2 separate regions of the Mus musculus genome follow, and region 2 is linked to region 1. Evidence: chromatin contacts called from public Hi-C data. All regions are on one chromosome and are shown on one strand. The core of a region is the stretch at or near the end of the contact, and the rest is flanking DNA. Distances in the headings are between cores, read along the strand shown.

Region 1 (5,657 bases), core at 1,208-3,707:
AGTCGGCAGAGCTGTGGCTGGCCACTCAGAACACTGGGCACAGGAAATGCGTTACCCATGTGTGCTCCACCATTGTCTGCATGCAGGGATACTAGAGTTTGATTTGCTTAAGGCCTCTTCCTTAGGAATCGAGTTCTGCTAGAGTTTAACACACCATCAGCAAAACATCCATCCTGGGGACAGATCTGCTCATGCCAGAGAGCCGGCCTTGCATGACTCAATGATTTCCTGTGCTGTTTCCACCTGGTGTCCCAGGGACACTCCTTGTGAGAGCTGACATGGATGAAGTGTGCTTTAATATGAGCAAGCCATAGGTCAGAGTGACAGCAGCTGGCCCAAAGAAGACCATTTGAAGACTAGGAGAGGGCTCTTCAATGGAAGAAGTTGTTGAGAAGGGAAAAAGGGATAGAGACTGGAGACAAGATCAAAAGATGCAAAACATACCAAAAAAAAAAAAAAAATCACTCACAAACCTCACTGAAAGCATCTTAAAGATGGAGATCCAGGTAAAGTGCTTTCCATGGAAGCAAAAGGAGCTGATCATATCCCTAACCCCCAAGCAAGGAGATTGACTTGTCATGCCTTGTGTCTGCATGCCAGCATGGGAAAGCAGCAGGTGGGAAGGTAGATTAAGAGGATCCCTGGGGTTTCCTGGCCAGCCAGTCTATAGAATAAGTGAACTCCAGGTTCAGTGGGAGACCCTGTCTCAATAGTTAGGTATGGAGAGATTAAGGAAAGCAACCAACATTGACCACTGACACACACACACACACACACACACACACACACACACACACCCATGAAAACAACAGCAACAACCAATCACCCCCAAACCCTCTCCCCAAATTAAACAAACCAACAGAACCACTACCACCACAAAAATAAAAAAGGGGCAATTTAGTGTAAAAAACACTGAAACAACGGTACCAGAGTCTTAAAATATACACACAGATAGGAGTGCATGCCTTTAATTCCAATACTAGGGACATTGGAGAATGAAGGTTATAAATTTGAGGCCATATGGGTTACAAAATGAGAACATATATCAAATATCCCCCTCTGTGTTTAAAATGATTTTATGGTACCAGAAAGAGCCAATATGTTTCATACCAAGCAAGAGTGGAAAAAACTGGGTTGAATCAGCAAACAATTTACTTCCCCCTTAATTTTTAGAAATTATATATCAAGTATCTCATCTACATAGCCAACTGTAAAACATAAAATTCTTTTAACTCTGTATGCACATATTATGTTAGCATTTGCAGTGGGGGAGGGGATTTAGATCAACTCTTCCCTCCCGAGGCCCCGCCTTGCACACATCTCTGCTGGAAATTTTGTAATTGTTTTACTAGGGACTTGTTGAAGATGATTTTATAAAGACGAATGTGATCACATGACCCAAGTAGCTAAGTCTTCTCTATTTGTCTATTAATTGATATCTGGATCCCCATGAAATTTTGAGAAAGCTACAGAATTGCTCCAGGGGGTGCACATAGCAATTTATTGTGTTTGGAACAATAGACAATGAGAATTAAATGAATTTGTCAAACAATTCAGTACCTTAAAACTGTAAAAATTGAAGTATATACTTTGGAGCCTAGATTCTTCCACCCGTGGGTTCTTTGTTTCTTATATTGTTTCCTTCCTCTGAGGGCAGACATTCCAATTGTCTAGCTGTTCTGGCTTATAACCCAGGCTGAACTGTGGAATAGCTTTCTGTCATCCTGAGTCTGCTAAGAGTGGTCACAAGTTCTAGATGACTTTTCAAGCTTCAGACAACTAACTAGACACGGGGAAATAGACCTTTCTCCCCGGAACTGATGAAGAGACACATTTATCAGCTCTGATGTGGACAAAATGCTGTAGCTTACAGACTGGCCAGCTAAAGAGAACTTGCCTAGAGTGATAGAATTAACCAAATATAAATAAATTGCTCTTGTAAAAAACTATACATGCCCTAAGGGTATTCAGTTTTGAAGTCAACATACAGCTAAATGACTCCCTGGGGAACTGTGCCCTGGGTGACTTTCTGAACAGCAGCAGTGTAAGGCTCACGCTGGAGAGGATATGCATTGTCACTTCTAGAACAGGCCAAGGCCCCCATCTCTCATAAACACAGCTCACCAATGTGCTCATTGTTTTTTAGCTTAGCACTCTATGCAATTTCCAATCACTTCTTATTTTTACCCACCCTCCCCAGGGCTCTAAGAATCAAATATCTGTTGGATAATCTTTCAAGGATTACCAAGCCTAACTATGTGAAAATATACTGCTCTGTAAAATTGTCCCACATGCATAATAAATATTAGAACAGCAATGAGCTAAAATTATTGAATCTGTATTTAAAGAATGGAAGTATTTAAAATTACCTGCCTGGTGACAATATCAGTTAATCACATTGGGAACATGTCTGATTTCTTCTTGCTAATTGCCACTTTTAACCCGAGGGGATAAAAGTCTAAGAAGTTCAAGTTAGTTGGTTACTTAATTGACTGAAGTCAAGATGGTACTTAAAATAATATCTGCTATCTTTAGCTAAGCAGTTAGTGCTATGGACTTCTATGCAGAGGGTCTTCCTAGGGCAGAGGGTATGAGAACATCTCCATGGTTGGCAAGGGTATAGAGAATGAACACAGATTTAGAGGAGATCATGCCAACACCTAGGTGTGTGGTGACAGGTGACCTGTGGCTCAAATACTACCTTTCGTGGATTTCATTGAGTGACATTGCCTGGTCACATTCCCTAAGGGAACTTTGAAGTTCATGTGTTGGATCCTTCAACACATGGTAAGCACTGCAGGTGGAGCCTAGGGAGAGGTGATTAAGTCAGTCACCAGGAACAGCACTGCAGGTGGAGGTCAGACCTGCTTGTTGTGACTTAGTCACTTAAAGTGTGGAGCCACCACCTCACTCATGACCAAATGCCATCATCCTGGGTGCATCTGTTACAAAACTGAACATGGCTCCTGATACCCTTTTGCTTTTTTGTCCATCTGTCTTCAGCCATGGGATGACTCTTGCCATGTGCCTGTGAGGGGAACACTGTCAGATGCCTCACTCTTGGAAACTGGGAAAGAAATATCCCTGGTTTCTGAATTATCCAGTCTGTGTTCTTCTGGCGGAGACAGATAAGGGCCTGGAAAATACATCTTTTATTTCTAGACTTTAAGCATATGACACTGAGCTAATGTTAGCCGACAGCTCTTGATGATTTCTCTCTATGGAAAGACCTCACAGACCCCAGAGTTGCACAAGATAAAGAGGCTCCTGTATTCCAGATAGGCTCCATGTGTGTTCTGTACATTTGCTTTTGGCCACGGCGCAGAGAATTCAGTTCAATCTGCCCTGAAACTTCCTGGTTTTAACCTGGGATTTCTGTTCTTCGTGAATCGATTTGCTTTGATGCCTAGCTTTCTACATCAAAGGGAACACAGTCTAATTTCAAGACTAAGGAAGTGGGCAAGTGATGGGTGGTGCCTTGACAGCAAAACAGCACAGAACAGCTAGTCTGAGCTTGTGCAATGGAACCGTCTGGAGAAAAGGAAGTCAACTCGGTGTCTCAACCCGTAATTTCCCACACTTTCTGCATTCTGTTCTTATTTCAATGGCTGTTCTACCCCATAGTTTACCCCACATCCTGTCCCCTGCCCTTTCATTTATGGCAGAGACACAGTAGTACTGTCCCCCCAGTGCATCTTGGTCCCCAAGAGAAGAATGGTGCCCAATGACCATATGCACAGTCCTCTGCTCTCATCCTTTATGAGCTGAGTTTTCATAGCTGTTCAGATGTCCCCTGGGGTTCCTGAGCATCCTTCCTGTGGTGAGCATCTCTGACAGCAGGATTCTATCTGACTGCTCACTGGGTTCAGCCTCCCTCATGCTCCTGAAAAGAATGCTCAGTGGAAGACCTTTGGAGGGAGATGATTTTACTGAAAGATGTAATTGCTGATCATCAACTCATCGGATGATTCAGCCACCGAATTTATTTGTTTAAATCTTATGTTTGAATAGAAAATTGCTTACTTGGTTTTCACTTCATCACTTTAAGTGGTTAAGCAGTCCCAATTTTCTACAACAATTGGAAACTGACAGAGTAAGACAGTTGAAATCTGAGGGAGCATAGCCAGAATACATCCTTGAAAAAAGTCTTCTCAATATATTATTCATTAATAAATCATAGGAAGAACACATTTATGAGGATTCTGAATATTCAAGGATCTATTAGCAAACAGGTTCTTCGTGCATATATTTATAAGAAAGGCGATTTTAAGAGGAAATAGATTTATAAATGTATATTCGTGGAGAACACATTCTGAAATAATAAGAATATATTCACAGGAACATTTCACATGCAAAGTAATATTTGTCAGTTACCTCTAGGAGTTACAGCAACAAAAGAAGAATTTCTTAAGATGATATGGAACAACAACAACAACGACAAAAAAAAGCAACTGAATTAATGGGAAAGATTGTTCATTGGGTGGAAGGTTAAGAACCAGTTTAAATCTAGCCTGAGACATCAAAGAGAAGATAGGAGGGGCAAGCAGGGCTGGATTATAGAGCACCTGTAGGATGCTCCCCTGCAGGGAGCAGGGTGTGAGTACTGGCTGTGTTCACCTCTTTCTACTCCAGGGATGTTGTGGGGGTAGGAGAATTTACACCACAGGAATAGACCAACTTGGGTGACTTTCAGTTCATGGCTTGGTTGACAACTTTAATGATGGTATTGTTTCCTTGGGTGAAGAGTTCTGAGTTTCCTTTTGTGATATGCTAAGATTGGGAATATAAATGGATATAAATCTATCTATACTTGATAGACGTCTTCTAGGAAAAAGAGTTCAACCCCAATTGTCCTCAGTGACAGTTAGTCTGTGCTGGGCACTACTGTCAGAATATCTGATAGTAAGAATAGGAGACACAAATCGTAGGTCTTCCTTAAGGTTTTTTTTTTTTTTTAATATATAAAATGAGCAATTCTAAAGCTTGTATTAGTTAAAAACTTTACAATTCAGTCTCTCACACTATTACCATCTTAACTGTTTCCATAAGAGAACCTGCACTAAGGAACACAGCAGTCAGAAACAGCAAATTTCTCTGCTGGATAATGCATGCAGTTGCCTTTGTTCTTCCATAGCTGACCCTAGACTGTAGGAAGGCACAGGCTATGACCACACATCCAGGGTGAGTCTACTTTCACATTTTATTAACATTTAAAATATGTTCTCACTTTAACGGTAGAAGCAGCAATTCTTTATTCCATATAGAACTCTACAAGAAAAAAAAAAACCTCCAATAAACAAAACATCACAGACAGTAGAAACTATGATCCTTTGTTAAGTTAAGAACATTCTTAATGTAGCAGGGAGATACTGTCACGTCTGCTTCTTTCTTGTGGCTTCCATTTGGGTTCCCACACCCGATGGATGAGTCAGATGACTCTTTGTTTTCAGGAGGATAGCTTTCATTGCTACTACATGGAAAAGGACAAAGAGACCATACCTGGGGATCCATCCCATTTACAGCCACTAAACCTGGATGCTATTTTGGATGCTGGGAAGTGCTTGCTGATAAGCCCGATAAGGCTGTCTCCTGAGAGGCTCTGCCAGAGCCTGACAAATACCAAGGCAGATACTTGTAGCCAACCATTGGACTAAGTG
Region 2 (5,861 bases), core at 1,141-3,640, 55 kb before region 1:
CCCCTGGAGGAACTCCCTTTAAAGGTATCTTGTGCTAGATTTCATCAGGGGATATGAGAAGTCCTCTGGACTCTCCCCAAGAAAGACCTTTCTCTTGTGTGGGAAAATGACAATATTAGAAAATTCGACCACAGTAGCTTTCTGACCCTTGATTAATATACCAACAGTATTCTACAGAACCCAAGTATTCAAATGAATAGGCAATTACCTAGGTAAAGCAGTCCTCATAATGATGATTTATAGGAAGGCATTTCCACAAAGAAAAGCTGTTTTCTCCATCCTTTCTCAGGAGGTCATTTTAGGGGTGGGGGTGAGGGGTGGGGTGAGAGAGAGGAGGCAGCAACCATGGCTTAGCTCTGGGGAGCTCTTTGGGTTGTTGACTATACAGTTTAAGCAGGAATAAGAACTGATGCCCATATGTGGTTATCTATCAAATGTTAAAAGTCCAGTCCTGCTGGGTCTTCAGAGTGCATTCTCTATGTTCCCTTCTATAACAGAGATGCTAAAAATTAAGGGCATTATGTTGCTCTTAAAGATGACCATCACAGGCCTTTGGACACACACACACACACACACACACACACACACTTTGCAAGGCAGTCCATGTAGTAGAATAGATTTGAAAATGTAAGTTATTTGGGTAGAATTTCGCTTTTAATTGGTGCTTAAGTGAGGAGCTATGACCCTTGATTCCTTCTGGTATATCAATCTGGTTATGATCTTTTCTCCACATGGGCAAGCAAATGGCAGTCAGGTTTTTTATTGTTTGCAAAGAACAATATCTCTTTGGAACTTGGTTGGAATTCAGTAAAGAAATCCTAAATGTTTTAGGGAGGTGTCAACAGTGAGACCACATCTGCAAACCTTTAAAATCTGGTTTTTAAAAGGTCCTCTACCAGTAAGTATAAACACCAAATATACCGGAGAAGTATATTTGGAGATACAGGAGAGTACGTACAAATACACAGGAGAGTAAGTATAAACACCAAATATACTCGCCCCACATGTTTATACTTATTGTATGTCGCAACATAAAATTTGCTGCTTTAGTTGAACTGTAGGCTCCAGGTCTTTAATAGTCTTGAAGTCTAGATTGGCTTCAAGAGACTTTAAGGTCTAGGCATTTTAGAAACAAAGCCAGCTTCAGCAGCCAGGGTGGCTCTCTGAAGAGAGATGCCCCCCGGGAGCTGGATGTCATGAAAGAGGCACCTTTCTGCATTCCTCTTCTGCAAGCCAGCTTTACATCCAGCAGAATATAAGAAAAGTTGGAATAGATTTTAACAAGGTTTACAGAAGATGTTTAAAATTAGTTTAATAGCTTCTAATTATTCCCTAGTTTATTATTCTTCCAGCTCTCTTGAAAGACGAACTCCTTTTCAGCATATCACGATCTGACACAGAATACTGACAGAGGTCAGGTGACACAGAAAAGCCCCCCCCCCCCAAGCTTTCCTTAGACCAAAGGAAGGAAAACAAACTTAGCAGTGGATCTGTCTGCCTTTGCAACTGGCTGCCTGGCGCGAGTCCTGCCTTGGTTAAGGAATGGAGGATGGGGAAATCAAATGAGGGATGTCTAAAAATACAACTGCTTCCAAGAGAGAGAATCAAGTTCTCTGCTCATGATGGATAGAACCCAGCATCAAAGACTTAGGGCCCCAGATTGTGAGCGATGCTGTGCCCTGCACCCAACCCAGGTCCTCGACCCCCGGCCCCTGGCCCTCAGGGCCGCGAGTCTCTTGCCCTTGCTTTGGTCTAGTCACATGAGTGCAGCAGCTACGAGTCCGCCTCAAGTGAAGTGAAGGCAATCCCCAACTCGCCTTTTCTGGGCAGCGCAGTCCTGGTAGCACGCCCAGGAGAACACCTGACTCAGAACACCGGCCAAGGGGCCTGGGCTCGGGGACAGGAGGGCTAGTGAAGGGCGCTCGGAGGCCGGGGATTGACAGAAATGCTCAAAATGGAGGCACTCTAAGCAAACAATAATCGCTCACTTACCCAGGGAGACCGGGGCAGCTCGGGAGACACAAAGAACCATGGAGAAACTTTTCAGCCCGAGCCGACGGCGGAGCGCAGGGACAGCGCCCCGGAGCCCCGGGAGCGAGAGCGGCTGGACAGCCCGGTGGGGACGAACCTGCGCCAGGGGCTCGCAGTCCCCTCAGGCGCGGTGGCGGAAGCCATTTCCAAGAGTTTCCAAGAAGTGTCAGGTCCTCCGCATCCCGCGCGCCGCCTGGAGCCCTTCTTCCCTCGGGCGCGCCTTCCCTGTTGCCACGGTCCCCTCCCGCTGCGCACACTGCCGACCCTGCGGCCGCGCGCTCTCCAGCCCTGCGCCTCTTTTGTGTGGCTGCGGCGCGCCGGGCTCCGCCGGGTGGAGTTGAGCCCGCGGCGGCTGCTCCGGGCGGCCGGACTGGCGGCTGTTGCTAAGAGACCGGAGCCATGACACAGGGAAATTGCGGCAGGATGGCAGTAGGTACCCGGCCCGGCTTGGCTCTCAGGGGGGCACCCGCCCCCCGCCCCGCCCCCTCTACCCCCAGCCCCTCCCCCGCCTCCTCTCCAGCCTGCCGTCCGTCCCTTCGACAGCGACTTGTCCCCCTTCCCAAGAGGGGCACCAGGGGAGGCGACACCTGCACCGCGTGCTTGAACCAGGTCGGGGCGCGATCGTGTAAGGCAAGGTTCTGAACGCAGCTGAAACGCCTTCAGCCTCAGCTGACAGCTTGGTTCTCTTTCCCCAACTACCTGTCTGAGCACCTAACCCAAGAGGATCCAGAGAAACGCCAGCCCCTCCCAGGGAGTTCCCCATCAGGATCTGAGTGATGCTGTCCCTGAAGACAGGGATTATTCTTCAGGTCTCTGGTCCCTCAGGCTCCCATCCTCTCTGCTCTCCCTTTTTCTTATTACAGTGCACACAGCCTCGCCCCCTACCCCACCTACACTTGAGAGTTTGCAGCGTGGATGCCCCAAGAACACAGTAAGTGCCCCCCCCCCCCCAACGAACCAAGCCAGGACGGGCCGGAGCGGAGCGGAGCGGGCTCACAAACTAGGTGCTCTCACCACCGGACTCACATAAACCTCTGTCAAATGCTATCACACTTGAGCAGAACTGGGCTGTGTAACTGGCCTTAAGGGACCTCAAGGGCTCCCTGGAATATGGGCCTTTGAGTCTCTTCTGAGGTTAGAATGGGCTGAAAGATGCTTAGGCAGGCCCTACAGTTCCCTCCCTCTACCCTCTGGGGTAACCCAAGCCTTCAAAAAGAAACACGTTCTTAGGGAATGGCAATCAGGGTTAGCTTCAAAGAGGAGAAATGGGGGTAGGGAGGTTACTCAAACTCTCTATGTCATTTGAAAAGCAGAGAAGAACACACACACACACACACACACACACACACACACACACACACACGAGGGAGAGAGAAATCCTATTTTTTATCTTCATATTTTCATTCTCTCTCAAGCACATAGTAGAAATGACAGGGAAAAGAATTTTCAAATGGAATTTCCCCACTGAGTGTTAAGAAAGTTAGACAGGTTTCAATTAGTTATTAAAATGACGTGGCTAGGATTCAGGCAGAGAGGAAGAGAAAGGCAGATAAAATCAAGGCTCCCGAAAATTAGGCATCCAGGCAAGGGTCTTGTAATGGCGACTGTGGTGGGTGCTGCTTACTGTTCAAGAATTTAGCAGGATGACTCTGGTACCCACAGATCTAGCCACAAGGTTTTTCTAAAGGCACACAGTATCTTGAGCATATATCAAACAAGAGAACATTAGAGAAGCCAAGCATACATGATAATTAATGAGGTGGGGATAGAGGTGGTTGGGCGATGGAAGGGGACAGAGAGTATGTGAATCCTAAAGGTGGCCATCACCTGCATGTTTGAAAGGTGGCCTCTGATTGAAGTTTCAACCTGAACTCCTTCCCCTTATCTTAGCTCAGCTGTCAAATGTTAGAAAACAAAAGGCTGCAGAGGAAACCCTTCCCGCCCCACAATGGAACGTCTCCTTTTACGGAAATCATTGCAAAGGAAAAGTAACCCAACTCCTTCAGTGGTTTGTTAAAACCCTTTTGGCTCAGAATCCCTGCATTTCTTAAATCCCTGATAACTATCTGGTGTTTTGTACAAAGGCTGGACCCGAAGCCTCATTTCATTACAGAGCTGTCTGCCAAGGGACCAAATGGCAAATCCTACTCTCTGTCCTACAGGGCTACATACACACAGGAATTCTACTAAAGAATTACATTAAGATTTGGGGTGGATTAAACCATTAATAGTTTCACTTTGTGCACAAATTATAGCCACCAGGTGCACATTAGAAACTCTTTCTATGGGTTAGGAGAAGAGAAGCCGCTATCTAGAGAAACTGGACATGCACGGGGACTGTGGGATATAGCTAGCTGCTTCTTACATTGACGACTGTAATAATATTTATGGTTTATTATTCAAAGACTTCCTTCCAAACTGAGCTCCTTGGGTACTTTGAACTGCTCTCTGTAACAGTTATTTTCTTTGTTTCTAGCTCAGGATATCAGAGGAAATCAAACACCTATCTGTTTTCAGTGGAGGTTTATCATTATTATTATTATTATTATTATTATTACTACCTCTGCAATACACTATCATACAAGATTCTCAGAACCTTCCCAGCTATGCCAAGATATTCTGTGAAGCAGTTACAAAGTTCTTGGTACCCACAGATCTAGCCACACCCCATGCCTATTTTACTAACTTTCAGCTAACTCTTTTGAAAGGATTTTATCTCTAGGAATGCAATCGCTCAGCAAACTTTCTCTTACAATCCCCCGTCCCACCTTCACACTATTCCCTGAGCCTTAGGTACAGTGTTTGTGCTGTAGATGTTTCAGTTAGGACCAGGACCATATGTTCTCTGCAACCCTAGACAAATAGCAGTCAACTAAGAAATGTTAACTGAGAAGAGATAGTCACTTTCCCAGTGAAGAGTGATCAGCCTCAAAACATACACATGCAAGTAACATAGAGTCTGAGAAGGTCGAATTTATGTAGTTAGGGGAAGAAGAAGAATATATATCAACAATGAAAAAAAAAAGAGAGACCATGAATTTATTTGAGAGAGAGAGAGAGAGAGAGAGAGAGAGAGGTGGGCTGGAGGGAGGAAATGGAAGAGGGGAAATGTAATTATGTTTTAACTTCAAAAGAGGCCTTATATAATACAATCAGCCACTCATTGTACGATCATTTGATATGCATGGGCCTGGCTGGACTGCCTGTGTTTCTGGACTTCTCCATATGGGGTTAGTGCTATGCTCTGCACACACTCAGGTCTCCTTTGTTTTCAGAAGTCTGACCACAGAAGAAGGCCTGCTCGAGCCAGAAAGTCAGCAGTTCCCACCTCCACATACCATGCATTCTCCCAGAGTGTCCATGCTATGGAAAGGGTGCATGGGTTCTGAAACCAGCCTCTTCCACTAACTGACTACTTAATTTAAGCAAATAAATCACTTAATCTTGCCTCCCTCAGCTTTCCCATCCACAATGGGGATCACGATACTAATTCTTGCCTCATAGCATGACTGTGATGAGGTTTAATAAATTCTGTTTAATATAAGTCCATGCTTAGCACATTGTAAACACTCATTAAACTTAGCTAAGTCCATATTGGTTTTAGCATCTGCCAGCTTGACTCCCTCACTCTCCTTACCATTCACATTTATTGGGATCTACATGGGACTTGCCAAGTCTAAACCACTCCTGTCTCCCTGACCTATGGGCAGAAATTCTCCAGAAATTCAATATGTAGGGTGGAAGCACTCTGTGTTATCCGTTCCCTCATTTTATGATTAACTTGGGCACTTTAATGTCCATTTATTCAAGTCCAGATTCCAAACCCATAA

Evidence for each region. A called contact is a pair of places that touch in the nucleus more often than the background predicts.
Region 2: a Hi-C map of olfactory sensory neurons shows a contact between it and region 1, with 1.6 times the contacts expected there. The contact joins the promoter of Tmem200c here to the enhancer-like site in region 1. A contact is called at or near these places in 1 of 15 datasets of contacts at CTCF or cohesin (the NIH/3T3 cell line), 1 of 484 Hi-C or Micro-C datasets (olfactory sensory neurons), 1 of 115 datasets of contacts at active chromatin or transcription factors (neural progenitor cells) and 1 of 9 other capture datasets (adipose tissue).

The regions. Positions count from the first base shown.
Region 1 is chr17:68,779,356-68,785,012 of GRCm38.p6, reverse strand. It overlaps L3mbtl4 (L3MBTL4 histone methyl-lysine binding protein), which reads right to left. Exons shown (of 21, transcript NM_177278.5): 21 at 4,927-5,657. Among named protein-coding and RNA genes, the nearest start is that of Tmem200c, 55 kb to the left of the region's middle. Within about 2 kb of position 2,457, at least 2 of the 459 cell types and tissues checked have an H3K27ac peak or open chromatin away from gene starts, as enhancers often do. A contact at or near this core is called in olfactory sensory neurons, where this site is marked.
Region 2 is chr17:68,833,665-68,839,525 of GRCm38.p6, reverse strand. Tmem200c (transmembrane protein 200C) reads right to left here and starts at 2,390. Exons shown (of 2, transcript NM_001206661.1): 1 at 1,993-2,390.